Linked DNA regions of Zea mays: all the other regions are linked to region 3. Evidence: chromatin contacts called from public Hi-C data. All regions are on one chromosome and are shown on one strand. Each heading gives the region's core, a stretch centred on a gene start, on an enhancer-like site or on the middle of the called end of the contact. The rest is flanking DNA. Distances are from core to core; before and after follow the strand shown. Region 1 holds the start of LOC103635288 (programmed cell death protein 5). Region 2 holds the start of LOC100282355. Region 3 holds the start of LOC541903 (farnesyl pyrophosphate synthase 1).

The links. Hi-C and Micro-C count contacts between places; a contact is called where the count stands out from the background.
Region 1: a Hi-C map of tassel shows a contact between it and region 3, with 4 times the contacts expected there. The contact joins the promoter of LOC103635288 here to the promoter of LOC541903 in region 3. A contact is called at or near these places in 4 of 25 Hi-C or Micro-C datasets (ear, endosperm, leaf and 1 more).
Region 2: a contact with region 3 is called in a Hi-C map of tassel, with 3 times the contacts expected there. The contact joins the promoter of LOC100282355 here to the promoter of LOC541903 in region 3. A contact is called at or near these places in 3 of 25 Hi-C or Micro-C datasets (bundle sheath, ear and tassel).

The regions. Positions count from the first base shown.
Region 1 is chr8:64,921,439-64,924,138 of Zm-B73-REFERENCE-NAM-5.0, reverse strand. It overlaps LOC103635288 (programmed cell death protein 5), which reads left to right and starts at 1,280. Exons shown (of 7, transcript NM_001352153.1): 1 at 1,280-1,492. The coding sequence starts at 1,490. LOC100191935 (VIP1 protein) reads right to left here and starts at 650. Exons shown (of 1, transcript NM_001137359.1): 1 at 1-650. The coding sequence starts at 620. The coding sequence ends at 12.
Region 2 is chr8:63,727,418-63,730,117 of Zm-B73-REFERENCE-NAM-5.0, reverse strand. LOC100282355 reads right to left here and starts at 1,301. Exons shown (of 3, transcript NM_001371853.1): 1 at 1,176-1,301; 2 at 699-926; 3 at 90-599. The coding sequence starts at 1,178. The coding sequence ends at 213.
Region 3 is chr8:64,329,283-64,331,982 of Zm-B73-REFERENCE-NAM-5.0, reverse strand. It overlaps LOC541903 (farnesyl pyrophosphate synthase 1), which reads left to right and starts at 1,345. Exons shown (of 12, transcript NM_001111569.1): 1 at 1,345-1,601; 2 at 2,206-2,230; 3 at 2,316-2,431; 4 at 2,523-2,609. The coding sequence starts at 1,467.

The sequences.
Region 1 (2,700 bases), core at 31-2,530, 590 kb before region 3:
GGACCACCAGATTACCTCTTGAGGTTGAACAAGACCACTGCGATGCCAGCCGTGGCAGCTGCTCCAGCAGCCGCGGCAGCCACCAGTGCGGGAGGCACCACGCCCTGATCCTTAGGCGTCCCGGCCCTGGCAGCAATAGAATCACATCCCTCTTCCACGCCCTTGCCCTCGGCAGTGGCGGAACCCTTCAGGGTCTCGATCTCCTCCTCGAGGGCGGCCTTCTCCTGGTACGCGGTCTGCAGCTGGTCCCCGAGCCGTGCACCCCTGCGCATCTCCTCCTCATGGCTAGCCTTCTCCGCGGCGAGGAGATCCTGGAGGCGCTCGACCTCGCTGCGGAGCGTGGCGGCCTCGCTCTCGTTGGTGGCAGCACCTTGCTCGGCGGCGGCGACCTCCTCGCGGGCCTGGGACACGAGAACCTCAAGGCGGCGGGACTCGGAGGACAGGAACTGGTTCTCGTGGCGCACGGCATCGAGCTTCTCCTCCAGGTCGCGCTTCGCCGCGCGGAGGGACTCGATCTCGTCCGCCGCGTCGTGGAGCTTGGGCGTGCCGTCCCCGCCGTTGGTGGAGAAGTCCGCGGCGGCGGCGGTGGGGGAGGCGAACGTATCCTCGCCGTTCTCCATCGGAAACCCTCCTCCTCAGTACTCACCCTCTCTCGCGGCGGCGCGGTGGATGCGGTGCGAGAATGGAAATGGGAATAGAAAAAAAGATAGAGAAGGTGTGGACTGTGGAGAGAGAGGTACCTTTGGGCCCACCTGTAGGCCAGCGAGATGCTGCAATATCAGATGGTAATGGGTACCAAAACCGGAACGTGTTTTACCCGATATATAAGCGGCTATAAGATAACTTTTATACCACAGGTACATTAGTAGACAACAATCTCTACCCATTAGGTAACGGATACAGGTGGATACTATCCATACTCGCATACCATGTATAGAATATATATGTATATTATTATTATTATTATTATCTAATAAAATCTATCTTAGTTAAAATAAAAACCTTCTTTGACTATTGTTTATTTACTATCAAGTTATATAATTATATGGTTTGTTATATTTTAAGATAAACTTATTTTTTATATTTATTTGATATTTTGAATAATCAAAATATTATAATTTGATATCTTCTTAGCGGGTACTAGGTTATCCGACGGATAAAATTACCCATACAAGTATGAGTATATGAGTATAGGTAGATTTTATACTCCGTGCGTATATGGATAACTAACCGACGACAGGTATGTACACATTGGCATCACGGCTCTCACCAAAGGAATAAGGGATGTCGATGTTCCGATCGGACGGCGTGGAGAAGGGACTTCAGATCGGATGGTTGAGATAAGACGTTGGGGTTCGGCGTTGCACACACGCGGAAAAGAAGAAGCTCGATTCGCTGTTTTCTGCCAGAGCACACCGTGGACGCCGTCCCCGCTCAAGTGAGGTTCGGAGCTCAGAGCCTTGCGATCTCTCGGCTGCGCGCGCGCAAGATGGTGAGATTGGCGCTGTGATTTCCATTTATTCTTGGTTGCGAGGATCTGTGGCCTTCTGTCTGTGTTTGAATCTTAGGGTTTAAGTTCTGTTTTAGTGGGAAGATCACGTATCTGATGGGCTGCGGTCTGCGATTCCCCTTTGTGATGAGTTGTTTGATTACTTACTCATCCTGATCCCTGTTCTTATGCTTAATGCCTCGCTCGGATTCATTCCCTACTGGTTTAGTTGTCTGAGAAAGCACAAGGAGACCTGCGCCCAATCTAGTTTAGCACTCTAGACTGAGCAGTTGATGTTTTGAATACCTTTGTCATTGTTCTGGTTCAAAGTCCAAACGATGAAAATTACTGAATAACGGGGAAAATTTAGTGGTTTTGCGAGCTTTAGAGATGAGCTGGAGTGTTGTTATTTGAAGCTGCTCATGCAAGCTTCCTGAGAGTAATTTTGAGGCTCGTGTTCCTTTCATACCTTGTCGTGTTGTGTGTGCCATGTTCATATCTGGTACTCTCTTCGTTCCAAATTATAAGATGTTTTGACTTTTTTTAGATACACTCTTTTTACTATGCATCTAGACATAGTGTATAGCAAAAGCTATCGATTAGAAAATACCAAAACATCTTATAATTTGGAACAGAGGCAGTATCATTCTGTTAGGGTTGGAGGATTCCTTCCATCTCTTCTGTCGTGTTTTGTGTGCCTTTATATCTTTTTTTTTCTAAAACGAGCAGTAGAACTTCGCATTAAATATATTAAGAAGATAGAAGAAACAACAATGGTCTAAAGAAGACCAGAGTATAGTGTAAAAAGCAAAAGAAAAAGGAAAACCCACCTTACGGTGGCCAGAAACAAAAATACACATAAACATTTTATAGAAGACAGCCAAAAGACGTCAACAACTGCCCCTAAACTAAGGCCAGATGGTGCACAAATCTTTGGCACCTGCCAGACACAACCTCTGAGCATCATCTTTGATGTTCTGTATAATTTGGTTGCCACTAGGAGCATCCCCTTCAAACACACATTTATTCCGCTGCTTCCAAAGCCACCATGCCACCAACATCACAAGGGAGTTAATCCCTTTGCACAGCACATGAGGGACCTTGCCCTCCAAATTAGCCCACCAATCTTGGAAAACCAAATCAGCCCTTGTGGCGGAGAAATGCCGCAGATTAACCATGGAGAAAATCCTAAACCACACTTCCCTAGAGAA
Region 2 (2,700 bases), core at 52-2,551, 600 kb after region 3:
GCCCATTGTGGCTTAGGAATGAAAATACCAACTATTGCTGTTAGACGTGGCCAGCAGCCAAGTCCCGTCGCAGGACTGTTTGCTGCATGTTTAGATTCATACGCTGAAGTGTTCAAATCAGGATGAGGTACAGGTACATTAGATCCATACGCTAGCTGGATACATTCGGACTGCAGAATATAGATAGTCATGGTTGGCATCCTGGCAGTTGGTTACATCTTGTGAGTAATCTGCGCGTTGCCGTTCAGCAGTTTCACCGGTTCTTGCTGCTGCTGCTGGGACCCGATCCGCTGCCAAACTGCGCGGTAAGCCGTGAGGCCAAGCTTGTGCACCCTGTCGTACACGGTCTCCGGGCGCAGCGGCGCGACGTAGAGGCCGACGGCGTCGAGCTGCCACCCGCTCCTCCCGCAGAAGCCGACGATGACGCCGCCGTCCACCGGGAACTCGAAGGGCGTGCCCTCCGCCACGCCGAACGGCCCGTACGCCCCCTGGTTGGTCCGGAACGCCAGCGAGCGGATGACCGGCGAGCCGCCGGGCGCGATCGGCGCGTAGTGCCCGCTCACCGTTGTCAGGTACTCGTCCGGGTAGCCCAGCTTGATCTGTGTACGTACGCGCGCACGGTTCAGAAACCACCCAGCGGAAGGAGCCGTGTCACTGATCGTGACTGACGGGGGTGATTGGTTTGGCGGCGGACGTGCCTGGGTCGTGTGGCTGGCGGCGGCTCCTCCGTGCCGCTCCCCAGTGACGGGCATGCCGTCCCTGTCGTACTCCACGCTGATGGACTCCATGAACCGGTCGTAGGACATGGTGATGCTGCGGATCCCGGAGTAGCCGCCGTCGTCCCACGGGTGTCCCCCGGCGCCGCCCCATGGGCCGACCTTGATCAGCTTCTTCTTCGACACCACCATCTTCCTCTGCGATTGCTGCTGCCCCAAAAAAAAAGACATGCAGTTTTTTTTTAAATTCAGACATTCCCCATTTCGGAAATCCTGTATGCTTTCAACCACACGCCCTAGTTAGTTCCTCTCTTTTCAAACCAATGAAAGAACGAAAGAAAAAAAGTTTCAGCAGTTTATGTCTGAACAGAGAGGCATGCGAGAAAGACGCGAAATTCCTAACGGCGCGCAGGAACAAAAAGCAAACGAACAGAACACTAGTGAAGTCCATGTGTGCACCATGTTTCCTTCCCTTCCAGGGGGGTCTTGAGAGAATGCACAAGTGGTTAGGTTTTGCAGCCAAAGTTCCTTGAAGAGCAAGGGTGCTTAATAGATAGACAAGAGGTACTGAAGAAATTGCCCAGCAAAACAAAAGGTGCAGCAGGATGGGACGGATAGCTGGGGACAAAAGAATTAGATGCCCTAAGGAGGGGGGCTAGGGGATGAGTACACTGCTTTTCTGGAACGATAAGCATATTGCACAAAGAGCGCTCTGTTCTTGATCTGGAAGTTTCGTAGGATAATCTTTGAAACTGTGGATAATCCTCGGTTCGGTTTTAGCAGCAATGTCCCTGGAATTTTTTTTCTATGTAATTAGATTGAGTAAACTGTCTATGAGTTGAAGTTACCTTACCTTCAAGAAAAATGGAAGATCTAACAACGGTCGCAGTGCTCCCTTAGACTCCAAGCTCACAAGGTCTTGGTACCTTTACTTACATCAGATGGTGACTCGAAAAACAGAAAACGATGGTGACTCAAGAACATTTTTTCTCTCCCAGTCAAGCTAGCTATGCTTTGTCAGTAAAGGGACGGGCATGAAAGGTCTGGTGGACGATCATGGAACTGGAGAACAATACGCCATTGAGCTGATAGCATCATTGGCGAGAGCGAACAACTCATCCTGCCCGTCGTTCTTTCTTTTTAAGCACATCCAGCCAGCCAAACTTGCATGCACGAAACACTGAAATGTCCACCACACAGCCCACAGGGACATATGTGTGATGTGTCCAACAATCATCACCGGGAGGGAGCCAGGTCCAGTTGGTTTCGGTTGCCACTGAACAACACACAGCTAAGGAGAATCTTAGCTGACAGCGTGCGCAAAGTCCAGAAGAAGCCAATAATACACACAGCCAAAGCCAACGAATTGGCAGATGATAGGTGGCTGTCGTTTTCTGAAGCTTCAGGTGCACTTGCGGTAATTATGGTGCCTGTGGCTTCAAGTAAATACCTGTATGTGTGTGTGTGACTGCAAAGCGACCGTGCCGTCTCTATCTAACCGTCTTTGTGACACCGTGCTGTCTGTGCCCTTTCATCGTTGAGCAGACTGGACTTTTCCAAATAAGCAAAACTGTCAGCCATATCCCCTTGGGCCGTCGGGTATATCGATGTGCATGCAGTGGTTTGTTTCATCGAGCCAGACTGTACTGCTGCAGCCTAGAATAGAACCCTGCTGATCTGTGCTTTGCTGGAATACATCGGTATCATCAGCAGCTAATCTGTAGTTCTCAGATGAGGTGTACTGCTGCCTGTTGTGCAGAGCATCCTGCACTTTCACTTTGTTTCTTGCATAGTCGCATTGGCTGCCAATTATTAAAAAGAAAAACGGTAAAGAAGCAAGTCCCCCAAATCTGGATTATGAAAAATCAGAAATCTGCTAATTGTAGATTGGTTCTATATATGTCACTGAGGACCAGCAGTCTCCTAGCTTTAAGCTAATTATGGGGTGGCACTAAATTATGAGCTGGCCGATGGGAAATACGTA
Region 3 (2,700 bases), core at 96-2,595:
GTAAGTGAAGTAATCAGTATAACAAAAACAAAATTTTAAAAAAAATTACGACGTGCTTTCGTCGTGGAGTTGGACTCAGTAAAAATAGCAAACTATAATTTCATTGATTCTCTTGCTCATGACTTTCTGTTTTACGTGTTGAGCCACGGCTACGTAAACACGGTACACCCAGGTTAGTACTATTAACATAATATTTGTTGGATTTATTGCGCCGAGTAATGGGATAAACACGGTTGCATGCGTTTAGTTTTCGTCATGCATCCATCAAGGATGGCAAGTAAAAAATAGCACTTGTCTTTTGTACCAACGATGCCACCACATGACAGAGCAAGTAAAGCTCCATCACAACCGCATCAATCCGATCCTTTGATACCTAATCACGTGACGATCCAGCGCTCCAGCTTATTGCCAATTGCCATTCAGACTGGAGAAGCGGCGCTATAGACTAGTAAGAGCAACTCCAATAGTTCTCTAAACAACTCTCTAAATCTTAAATTTAAGAAGTAAACAGAAAAATGCTTCTCCAATGGTTCTCTAAATAGACTTGCTAAATTTACTTAGTTGCTATTCAACTCTATTTACTCTCCACATTTAGCAACTCGGTAGGAACTCCCTAAATACAGTTGACGTCAATTTCTTCACACTAACGTGATTATTTTTCCCTTTCCCACACAGTGAGATAGCCAGGTATAGCACGCTCTTTTTTCATTTTCTAGCATAATGAGGTAGCTAGGTCAAACACGTATGACGCAAGTTTCTCCTTCACCGTCGAACCCAACTTCCTCATAGGTTGAGCCACCGGACCACCACTCATCCATAGTTCATATCGACCGGCCTTTTTTCTTCCGCTCTCACATCATCTGCTCTCAACCTTATTATCAGGCAGATCTCATAGAGGTAGGGCCGCTAAAGCTAGATTCAAAATCGAACTACTTCCTAAATATGAGCAACTATTGGAGACTAAGTTATTTTTTACTTCCAATAGCTATTTAGCAACTTGCTAAACATGATTTTAGCAAGCTATTTTTTAGAGAACTACTGGAGTTGCTCTAATAGGCTATAGCAGCGAATCAGCCCACCAAACCCACCCGCGTGCCGGAAACTATAAACAAACGGATAACCTGAAGTGGGCCCCAGGTCGCAGCAGCACCACCAGATCTGGATCCAAACGGCGGCTCTGTTTCGTGCGCTGTCCCGTCTCCCTCCGTCTCGTCAGCTTCGTGCCGTGCCCGTGCGAGCCGCTGCCAACCCGCTCCAGCTTTGCCCGTTGCCGTGGCCGTCCCGTCCGGCCGTCCCTAGAAAAGGCCGCGTCCCACGTTGCCTTGGTTCCCCCACCCTGCTGTCTCCCTCCCTCCTTCCTTCCTTCCCCGCCACTGCGCAGCGCGAGTGCGGCGACAGCCAGTCACACACTCACACTCCCTCGACCGCTCTCGGCCCCGTCCGCGTCGCCGCAGGGCGAGGAGGCAATGGCGGCGGGCGGGAATGGCGCCGGCGGGGACACCAGGGCGGCCTTCGCGCGGATCTACAAGACGCTCAAGGAGGAGCTGCTCACCGACCCGGCCTTCGAGTTCACCGAGGAGTCACGCCAGTGGATCGACCGCGTAACGATCCCTCTCTCTCTCTCTCTCGCTGTCGCTGTGCCGTCCTTCCTTCCTTTTTCTGTTCCTGTTTCCTGGCTTGATCCTTGTGGCGTGCGCCGTGCGGTGCGGGGGCTCCCTGTGCCGTCCGTCACCGTGGCCCAGCCCGGATCGGTGGGCTAGCCTCTCTCATGTTTGTCCGGCGCCGGGTTCTCGTTGAACAGAAATTACTTTTGCTTACCGCGTGCGCGTGGGCATATAGAATAAATGAAGAAAGCGCTGGATCATGGGTGAATTAATGTCCCATGGGAGCAGCTTGTTACTGCTGTACTAGTACGTTTACGTGGGCACTGAGTGGAACTGGAACTTCCACTTGGGTTGGGTACTTGGGTTGACGGGCTCTGCTTTCGGAAATCCAACTGCTGCCAAAACAGAGCAGAGCTTATGATTATGTAGGCTCTGCAGTTAAACCCAAACCACGGTACAGGTGATTTAATGACAATATAGGCACTTAATTAAGTGGATCTTGTGAGTTTTAGCAGGCTCTTTACTCTTTCTTCTGTCAGCTAGTGCTTTTCACGTGCAATGCTGATATATGAAATTTCTCTATCTCCCTCCCTTCAAACAGATGGTTGACTACAATGTACTCGGAGGTGAGGAGATGATTCCGAATTACTACTTACTTTTACATTATACGAAGAAAAACACTTCTGATGCATAACTGCTGTCCAATGACAGGCAAGTGTAACCGTGGGCTCTCTGTGGTCGACAGCTACAAGCTGCTCAAGGGCGCTGATGCTCTGGGCGAGGAGGAAACGTTCCTTGCTTGCACCCTCGGCTGGTGCATTGAATGGGTATTTTTTTTTTTGTCCCCCACTGTTGCCAGGAAAAATGCCAGTCAAGGAACTGAGAGTGGCTCATCTAAGTTCGCTCGTCGTATTTCAGCTTCAGGCTTTCTTTCTTGTGCTTGATGATATCATGGATGACTCTCACACTCGTCGCGGCCAGCCTTGCTGGTTCAGGGTGCCTCAGGTTAGTCTTACTGAATACCAAAGCATTTCTCTGTTTTTTCCCCTGTGTAGTTACTTCGGTGCAGAGAAATTTCGAATTCTCTTTTTCAAGT